Linked DNA regions of Mus musculus: region 2 is linked to region 1. A link is a contact called in public HiChIP or PLAC-seq data. All regions are on one chromosome and are shown on one strand. The core of a region is the stretch at or near the end of the contact, and the rest is flanking DNA. Distances in the headings are between cores, read along the strand shown. Region 1 holds the start of Wdr86 (WD repeat domain 86). Region 2 overlaps Gm33591 (a long non-coding RNA gene).

Evidence for each region. HiChIP or PLAC-seq counts read pairs in DNA pulled down with a chosen protein or histone mark.
Region 2: an H3K27ac HiChIP or PLAC-seq map of extraembryonic endoderm stem cells shows a contact between it and region 1. The contact joins the enhancer-like site here to the promoter of Wdr86 in region 1. A contact is called at or near these places in 1 of 15 datasets of contacts at CTCF or cohesin (CD8 T cells), 4 of 484 Hi-C or Micro-C datasets (natural killer cells, neurons, stem cell-derived neural progenitor cells and 1 more), 6 of 115 datasets of contacts at active chromatin or transcription factors (the HL-1 cell line, embryonic stem cells, extraembryonic endoderm stem cells and 2 more) and 2 of 9 other capture datasets (adipose tissue and pancreatic islet).

What each region holds. Positions count from the first base shown.
Region 1 is chr5:24,728,901-24,733,172 of GRCm38.p6, forward strand. Wdr86 (WD repeat domain 86) reads right to left here and starts at 1,780. Exons shown (of 6, transcript NM_001081441.1): 1 at 1,281-1,780. The coding sequence starts at 1,443. Gm42231 (a long non-coding RNA gene) reads left to right here and starts at 2,090. Exons shown (of 2, transcript XR_880885.3): 1 at 2,090-2,166. RefSeq lists an enhancer at 1,654-2,943.
Region 2 is chr5:24,775,136-24,779,407 of GRCm38.p6, forward strand. All of the region lies in intron 1 of Gm33591 (a long non-coding RNA gene), which reads left to right. Among named protein-coding and RNA genes, the nearest start is that of Crygn, 19 kb to the left of the region's middle. Within about 2 kb of position 1,821, at least 51 of the 459 cell types and tissues checked have an H3K27ac peak or open chromatin away from gene starts, as enhancers often do. A contact at or near this core is called in CD8 T cells, extraembryonic endoderm stem cells, natural killer cells and 1 more, where this site is marked.

The sequences.
Region 1 (4,272 bases), core at 530-3,029:
GGTGATAGGAACTCTGTCTTAAGAAACCAAAATCAAGCCGGGCGGTGGCGGCGCACACCTGTAATCCCAGCACTTGGGAGGCAGAGGCAGGTGGATTTCTGAGTTCGAGGCCAGCCTGGTCTACAAAGTGAGTTCGAGGCCAGCCTGGTCTACAAAGTGAGTTCCAGGTCAGCCAGGACTACACAGAGAAACCCTGTCTCGAAAAACCAAAAAAAAAAAAAAAAAAAGAAAAAGAAAAAGAAACCAAAATCAAACAAACGGCCAATTCTAAGGTTCTCCTTGGGAGAATCCTTAGAGCTAGCCCTAAGAACCCGAACTCCTGAAAACCCCAGACAGTCTTTCCTTGGGAAGCAACATATTTTACTTAAGCTAACAGCTCTCCTCCTGTGTGAGGCCTGTCAGTGAACACTGGTTGTGTGTGGAGGTTAGAATATGGACCACTTTGTAGCCAATTCCCCATCTTCACACCAGCTCCCAAATACCTGTCAATTCAATGTTCCTCCCTTTGGAGCCATGAACTACCTTATACTGTTTTCACTTCAAACTGATAGCGTAGGAATGAAGCAGTTTTGAAGGTAACTGTTTCACTGGAAGGGCTTGGGCCAGGCCACCCAGCATTTGCTGATCAGGGAGGAAAAGCTGAAGATAAGGAGCGGTACCTGTGCAAAAACCTTGGCATGCCTCCTCTAGTCCGCATGTGCGACTGCAAAGGCCAGCAGCCGGCCAGGGGCACCCCATAATGCAGGGTGGGAGCACCCAAGACAAGGCTGGCCAGAGTGAACAGAATATGAATCAACAGGTGGATACGAAAGACACATTATGCATTTCCGTGCATGATAGTTCTCGTTTCATTTCAAATATGCAAGATAGACTTCCCTATTCCCCAGAAGTTTGAACCAATCCTCTTTCTTCTGGCCATACTTGAAATGAGGCCAACAAGGAGCTTGGGGGTGGGGAGGAGTGGGGGTTCAAGTCTCAAGGGTGCCCTTCAGCCCTGGGCAAGTCCCTAACATGGTAACACCGGTTCCGTGTAAGGATTTCATGGGACTGGTTGACAAAAGGATCTTTCATTGGGGTGCGCGCTTTGGTGCGACCCACACACTCGGGCTCCTCACGGCTTCCCGCCAAGAGCTCAAGGGCTGGGGGAGCTCCTGGATGAGCAGGAGCTAGAGCCCTACTCTTCCAGAAGGGGGCTGCGGGGCCCGGAAGAGTGAGGTCTGGGTGCGGTGCAGGTGAGCGTGAAGAGGCGGGAAAGGTCGCGAGCACGCGCGCCCATCTACCTTGAAGGAGCGCGCAGCACTGGCCGTCCACGGTGCTCCAGAGGCGGGCTGTGCCGTCCTCGCTGCCCGTCAGCAGGCGCTGCCCGTCGGGGCTCAGGCTCAGCCAGTTGATGCCCCCGCGGTGGTCCGCACAGACCCTCAGAGCCGACCCGCTGCTCCCCATCGCTGGCCTGGGGTAAAGAGGCGCTGAGCCCGGCTAGAGAGCGGCGCTCCAGCGTCCGCTCGTGGTCCTGGCCGGGCTCGGCCAGGCAATGGCCATCGTGGGGGGTGGGAGAGCGCCTCGTTCCTGCAAAGGCTCGAGGTGCGGCGGGGAACAAGGATTATGACTCTCCACCGGTGTCCTCCGCTCTCTCAGCTCCGATGCAAGGACCCAGGTGAGACCTCCCCTACTCAGAACCTTCTCGGGGCTCAGGAGGGGTGGGCGCTTCTGCGCAGAGGAGCCCACCAGGTCTGAAGCCGGTAGAAGAACCCGAGAAGCGGAGCGCGGAACAATACAATCCAGCCTGGCTCCTCCTCAGAGACCACCCCCCAACCTGTCCCCTCCCACTTTTCGGGCCGCGCGCCAACCCCCACCCCAAGACTCCCTGGTCGTCCTCCGGGAACAGAACTTAGAAGCTATCCGGGTCCCTCGTTGGGGACCGTTTCCACGTGCTTCATGTACGACCCTTCCAACTGCCTAGGCTGGATTCTGTTCCCTGTCACTCTCGCTGACCTTGTCCCCAGAGCCCAAGGCAAGAAGGAGGTGGACCGAAGAGTCTGGAGTCTTAGGAGACCCCCGATGAAGGGCAGAAGCTGCGGAACCCCGAGTACGCCCTTTCTGGGAAATAACAAGCACACCCCAAATTCTACTTGGGCCAGGCTGGATCCTGGCCGTTGGGGGTTGGAGGTAAGACCAGAGGTCAGGTTCGCCCTTCCACCCATCACCACCCCACCCCCAGCTGGGCGCGCGCCTTTGAGGTCCCACTGAGCTCTGCAGGAATCCTATACCCAGCCCGCAGCCCTCCCGGAGCTCAGTCGGCTGGTTCCTATTAGAGCAGTTCCGGGTGCTGACTTTGCTGGGGGCGGGGAGGGTGACCCCCAACTCTGATCCTCCAGGTCCTAAAGATCGCAGAGTTTCTCGAACCCTCCAGGGCTCTTTTTGGAGTCCAGAAAGAAAGGCTGGAAAGAGATGGTTTAGAGGAGGCGGCCCTCGGGGTGATGTGATGACCTGCCTTAATCACTCTGGATGACCCCATTCAATTCCAAGAAAACCCCAGAATGGGTCCCGCGGCACAGCCGGCTTCATTCCCCGAGTGGCAGTGGCGCAACCAAATACATGGGCTTTTTTCTTTCTCCAAACTCTCAATCAGCTTAGGAGACACTGAGGAGCCAGCTGAGGGTGTTAAGGAGTGTTTTGATGGGATCTGGAATGTGGAGCTGGTGAGTACAGGAAGGGTAGAGGACTCAGGAGCCAGAGTGCCCACTAAGGGCCCATCCTGAGTTCATCTGGTACGCTGACCTTTAGAAGGCATTTGCATCATCCCGGTGCGAAGACTGGTGGGTAGCTGGCTGCACAGGAGAGCTCAGCGGGAGTAGGAGTGTGTGAGCAGTGGGCACCCTAGAGCAAGCGTCCTGCATGCTGAGGTGTGGGATAAGGAAACTGAGACTGCTCACCTAGAGAGGAGCCAGAGGATGCAGGGACCTGCATTCTCAGGAGGAAGACTTGTAAAAGATTTTAGGGAACAGCCAGGACTAGGTGGCATGAACACATTCACAGCCTCGAAGAGCTTGGCCAGCAGTGGGTCAGGTAGGGCAGCTACATTTCCAAGGGGTCACGTGGTATGTGTTATGAATATAATGCAGCGGCAGGAGTAGGGGGTCCCTGGCAGTCTCATACCAAAGTGTACCCCTGAGAAAACACACTACGAGACAGACATGGTATAAGAGAGGTTTATTTAGGAGGAGGCGAGGGGAGCTAGGACCTGGAGGAGGGGTAGAGGCAGACAGAGCCACAAGGCAGAGAAGTGGAGACAAAGGACAGAAAGAGAGGCCAGCAGGGAACACATGGGAAGAGAGAAAGAGCGGGGTGAGGGAGTAGAGGTAAGAGTCTCTTACAAGCTGCCAGGCCACCCGCTGATGATGACTTGACTGTTGCTAGGTCCCTGGCAGAAGTCTAGTGTAATTGTTTGTAAACCAATAGTATGAGCACAATGGGACATCTACACTTGTGGTTTGCCCTCTACTCCCCAGAAAACCACCTGTGCGTCCTCAGCCCCTTAGCCACCAATCCCAGAGCCCACAGATTATAGTCAACTGCCTCCATCCAAGATGAAGAGTTCTTATCATTATCGAATCCTCATAGTCGGGCACATCTTTGGATGTTAGAAACAAGTTCAAGGTGACAAAGAAAAAGACCACCATTCCAACCAGAGAGTCCAGACAAGTCAGACTTTTCTCAGAGAGTGTGCTTAGGAAGAGCTTGCACATCAAGACAGGAAGTACAGCCGGGTGGTGGTGGTGGTGCACGCCTTTAATTCCAGCACTTGGGAGGCAGAGGCAGGAGGATTTCTGAGTTGGAGGCCAGCCTGGTCTACAGAGTGAGTTCCAGGACAGCCAGGGCTACACAGAGAAACCCTGTCTCCAAAAAAACCAAAAAACCAAAACAAAAAAAGACAGGAAGTACAGTTGGTTTCTAGTCTAACACTGCTAGAGTCTCCTTTCCCCCACTGGCTGCCGCTGACCTTACCTGGCTAGTCTGAAAGAACTGGCTCATGGGAAATGACAGAGGAAGGGGAAGAGGTCACTGCTCCTGGCAAAAAGGGGTCAGTGCTCTAGACCATCCTAGAATGGACTGGTGGGCCTCTAAGGGAGAGGATAAAAGTCTTACAAGGAGAAAAAAAATGTTCCTAAACACAGTGTTATAGTATTAGATAGAAAAAACTCATATTTGATATTCCTTCCAGTGGAGTTGAGCACTGTGGGCTTCATCTCCAGGAGGCCCAGTGTCTTTGCC
Region 2 (4,272 bases), core at 571-3,070, 46 kb after region 1:
TCCGGCCAGGGCCTGAGGCAGGGGTCCCGAGGGAGCTTAAGGTTGGGGGTGGGGAGCATACAATGGGGGTTGAGGGGTGTTGGGCCACTCAGGGGGTTCTTCAATCTCTGGATAGATCTTGGGGGGTTTTGTCACTGGTTTGCTGCGATCATCATCTCCCCCGAGCGAGCGATGGTTTTGGTTTCCCTTTCTCACCATTTTCTCCGATGGCTAGGATCTTGGTGCCAGGGTGGAGAGGTGGGAGGAATGGGTGAACCCACGGGGGTGGGTAGCGTGCCAAGTCCTCCCATACCGTGATGTACGGTTGCTGGTCTGGATGTGACCCTGGCCCTTCCTGAAAAACAATGGCCTTTACGGCCCTTATGGTGGGTAAGTAAAAAGTTCCTTCTGGTGGCCAACCTACTCCAAAAACAGGCCATTTTGAGGAACAGAAAGTCATCTATGGCTTTTCTTTACTATTACTGACAAATTTCGTCCTCTAGCCCTAACGTCTGTCCAATGGTCCTTAGTCAAAGATAAAGGAGTAGACACGGTCTGTCCCATAGTGAAGAATAAGAATAAACACAACACACTAACAAAGACGGAAAACACTAAGACATCCAAACACACTCGTCCGTGTCTGGACTTATACAACCAGCCAAACGCTACCTCTGACAGAGTGGGATTCCACGTTCACTCCTCTGGCAGGAAGAGCACTCACTCTTCTTCACTCTGCCAGGCAACAGCCAGGTACTCCTGACTGTTCCATACCCCGGGCACTCCAGGGTCTCCCTCGGAATGTCTTCCAGGGGTGCAGCCTGTGGGGAAATAGACTGTCGTCTTCCCACAGCCACTAGGGTCCTTACGGTCCACAGTGGCAGCTGCCAGAATACAGAATACCAGAACTGGTAACACAGGTGGGGCTCAAACCCACAATCTCAGAACTGAAAAACTAAGACACAAATTCAGCAGTGCCACACTTTAGACACTTAGACAACAGACAACATACAAAGCTCACACAAACAAACGCACCTCCAAGGGGTCCTTCGGGGTTCCTGGGTGTCACGCAGATCTCACTGGGGCCTCCAAATGAAAGAACCTAGTGGGGAAACCCCCACTCAACTCCCGATTCGGCGTGCACCCAAGAATCATGAATAGAACACAACACCTTGATGTAACAACACGAGGTATTTTAATGGCTCCGGGTCGAAACGTATCTCACACAGGAGACAGTGGGTTCGACCATGAGGCTTGGAAGGTTTTTATAGAAAAGGAGTGGGGCTGGGGGAGGAATTGGCGCGGTTTCACATGATTGGTCCAGTTAAACATCAGCAGCCTGTTAACATTTAACTTAGGTCAGAGGGGTGGGAGATAGAGAGGTGATGGGCCTGCCCGGGCATGTCCTGGTCTGTTCTGCTATGTTCTCAGCCCCAGGTTTCAAAGCTCACAAACAACTCTTTGGGCTATTTGACATACATTACATGAATCACAGGTCTCAAGTTTTATTTCCTTTCATAATCAAGACAGTCTCTCCCAGGTCTGCCCAGAGGCTTGTCTCCCAAGTGAGTTTAGATCCTATCCAGTTGACAGTATTAACCACTATCCCACAGGTAAGAGCTTTGTCCTGAGCCAGCTCTGTAGCCTGGAAGTTTTATAGTACACCTTAACCCAGATGACTTTGTGCAGGTGTGAGTGCAGTGCCCACGGAGGCCAGAAGAGGGCGTCAGATCCTCTGGAGCTGGGGTTACAGGCGTTTGTGAGCCAGCTGGTGTGGCTGCTGGGAGCCCAGCTCCCCTCTCTGCTCGTCTCTTAGTGAGTAAGAGCTCAGTTGAAAGGTTTCTAAGGGAGCCTCCCCACCTCCTCCTTCCCACCTTTACCACAGTGAGGTTCTAGGGCAGCTCCTCCCACACAGGCTTTGTTTATGGTTACAATCTGATAAGGGAAAACCATGACTCTGAAAGGTTAGCTGAAGTGTTAAGACATGCCTTTTACAGTAAATGGCTCTTCTTGTAAGGTTCCTAGAAAATTGCAGGTTTATAGCTGGGGAGGACAAAGATACTAATTGTGAGTCTTGAGGTAGTAATCAAGTTTCTTTAGGCCTTGGTATACGGGCAGGTTCACTGCTGTCTTAGACCTCTCTCCCTCTCTCCCTCTCTCCCTCTCTCCCTCTCTCCCTCTCTCCCTCTCTCCCTCTCTCCTTCTCTCCCTCTCTCCCTCTCTCTGAAAGGAATGTTGTCTCTGTTAGCAGCCTTCAGGAAATGTTAAAGGTGCTGGAATTCTTGCTTCTCAGCTGTCGGGAGACCTCCACCAGACTCCAGTCCTGGCGGCCCCAATCCCTTCCTATGGCCACACAATTTCCCCTCTCTCCTGCCTCGTGCTGCTGTACATTAAAGACACGTTCCAACAAACCCAGCAGGGACCTGTGGGCACTGGATTCTGTTTCTTAGAAGAAGAATGCAGCTTCCTTGTGGGTGACTCGGTGCTCTTTTTGAGGACACTGTTCTCGGAGTGTGTCCAGGCTGGCCTTAGGCTGTCAGTCATGCTCTCTGGAGGTAGAGAGCCATGGGTGGAGCAGGCAGCCTACATCCCAAGTACAAGAAGACCCAGCTCTTGCAGGCTGAGGCAGGACAATGAGAATTCAAAGCCAGCCTGGGCTGTATACAGTAAGCACAGGACCACACAGCAAACTGTCTCAGCAAGGGACCTAAAGTCAGGACAGGGTCTCTGTACAGACCTGGTTAAGACAACGCTTATCTCTTAAGCCTCCATACACACCTTAGAAATATTCACTCTGTTTTTATGAGTCTCCCTAATAAGAGCTCACATGTCAGTAAAACATATTGAATGTTTGCCTGAGGTATATGTGTGCTCACCAGGTGCCCGTAAAAACTAGAAAGAGGAAGGATGTGGAAGCCCTGGGGCTAGAGTTACAGATGGTTGTGAGCCACCATGTGGGTGCTAGGAATCGAACCCAGGTCCCCTGGAAGCTCTTAACCACTGAGCCATCTCCACAGCCCTCCCATTATCTTCTTGTGTAAACCCATTCTCCTGAAAGGCCAGCCTGAGAAGAACACAGGGATTTGTTCCTGTGGTTGAAGAATGGCACTGGTGGGGCGGTGAACTGTGCACAGACAGCCTGGTCTCCGGTAGAGCACAGGCCTTGAATCCTGGTGACCCTAAGGGACAGCGGGTTGTTTGGCCACGCCCTCTGGGCCCCTGGCTCCTGTCACAGCTACAGACTCCCGTAGCCCCCTGCAGAGAGGTGTGTGTGGCCATCAGTCATGGAGGCAATGTCCAAGTTCCTGGTATTCGGTCTGGACTCCATCCCCACAGTTACCTGGCAACAGCTAGGATGGCCCAGCCCACTATAAAAGGGGCTGCTTGCCCCCTCCTCTCTCTCTTATCTCTTGTTCTTACTCTCACCTCTTCCCTCCTTCTCCCCCTCTCCCCCCCCCCACGTGTCCATGGCTACCCTCTGCTTCTCTACTCTCTCCTTTTCGCTGCCTTTCTACAATAAATGCCTTAAAACCATGGACTGCCTCTTCCCATCAGGATCGGCTCTGCTGGAGCAATGGAGCGGGTTTCCCTCTACCGATCCAAGTGTCTAACCTCCCACCAGGAAGCCTTGCTGTGCTCCAGCCACGCCGGCCGCCAGCAGCCAAACCAAGTCGCCCGCAGAGCTAGCCGCCTGAGCTAGTCAGACTCTCTCCTCCCCACAGTAACCTGCCAGAGCTCTCCTTCCTGCCCCCTTTCCTTCAAGCCCCCGGCCACTTCTGCCCGAGGGTTCCCACTTTGTTCTCAGCTCTTCCTCGACATACAGTGGCGTCAGTGCCCAGCGGTCTGTAGTGCCCGAGAGTTGGAGCCCAGCTCTGGCAGTTCGGCGGGGACCCCAGACTATGCCCTTTCCCACCCCTGGAGCAGGATCCCACCGCTTCCCACAGTCCAACGCCCGCTGGGCAGTTCTGTGGGGTTGCACGCAGTCAAATGCCCCATGTCCGCCCCACCCAGTGGCCCTAACCCTGAGCAGACGTGGGACCCCCTTTTTTTTTTTGCCCCACAGGCACCCACTGTTGTAATATTTGTGTGAATATGTTCTGCTCTTCCTTGCCTCCCCCTGGTCGCTGCTACAGGACAGCCCCCCTGGAACTATTCATAATTTTCCTGTGTTCACAGTTTGCTTTTCCTACAATTCAGATAGGAAGGCTGCTGTAGCTAAGTTACCTTTCAGACTGGGTTTTGTTTTTTGCTTTTTTTCCCTGAGACAGGATCTCACCTATCCTAGATTGGCATCAA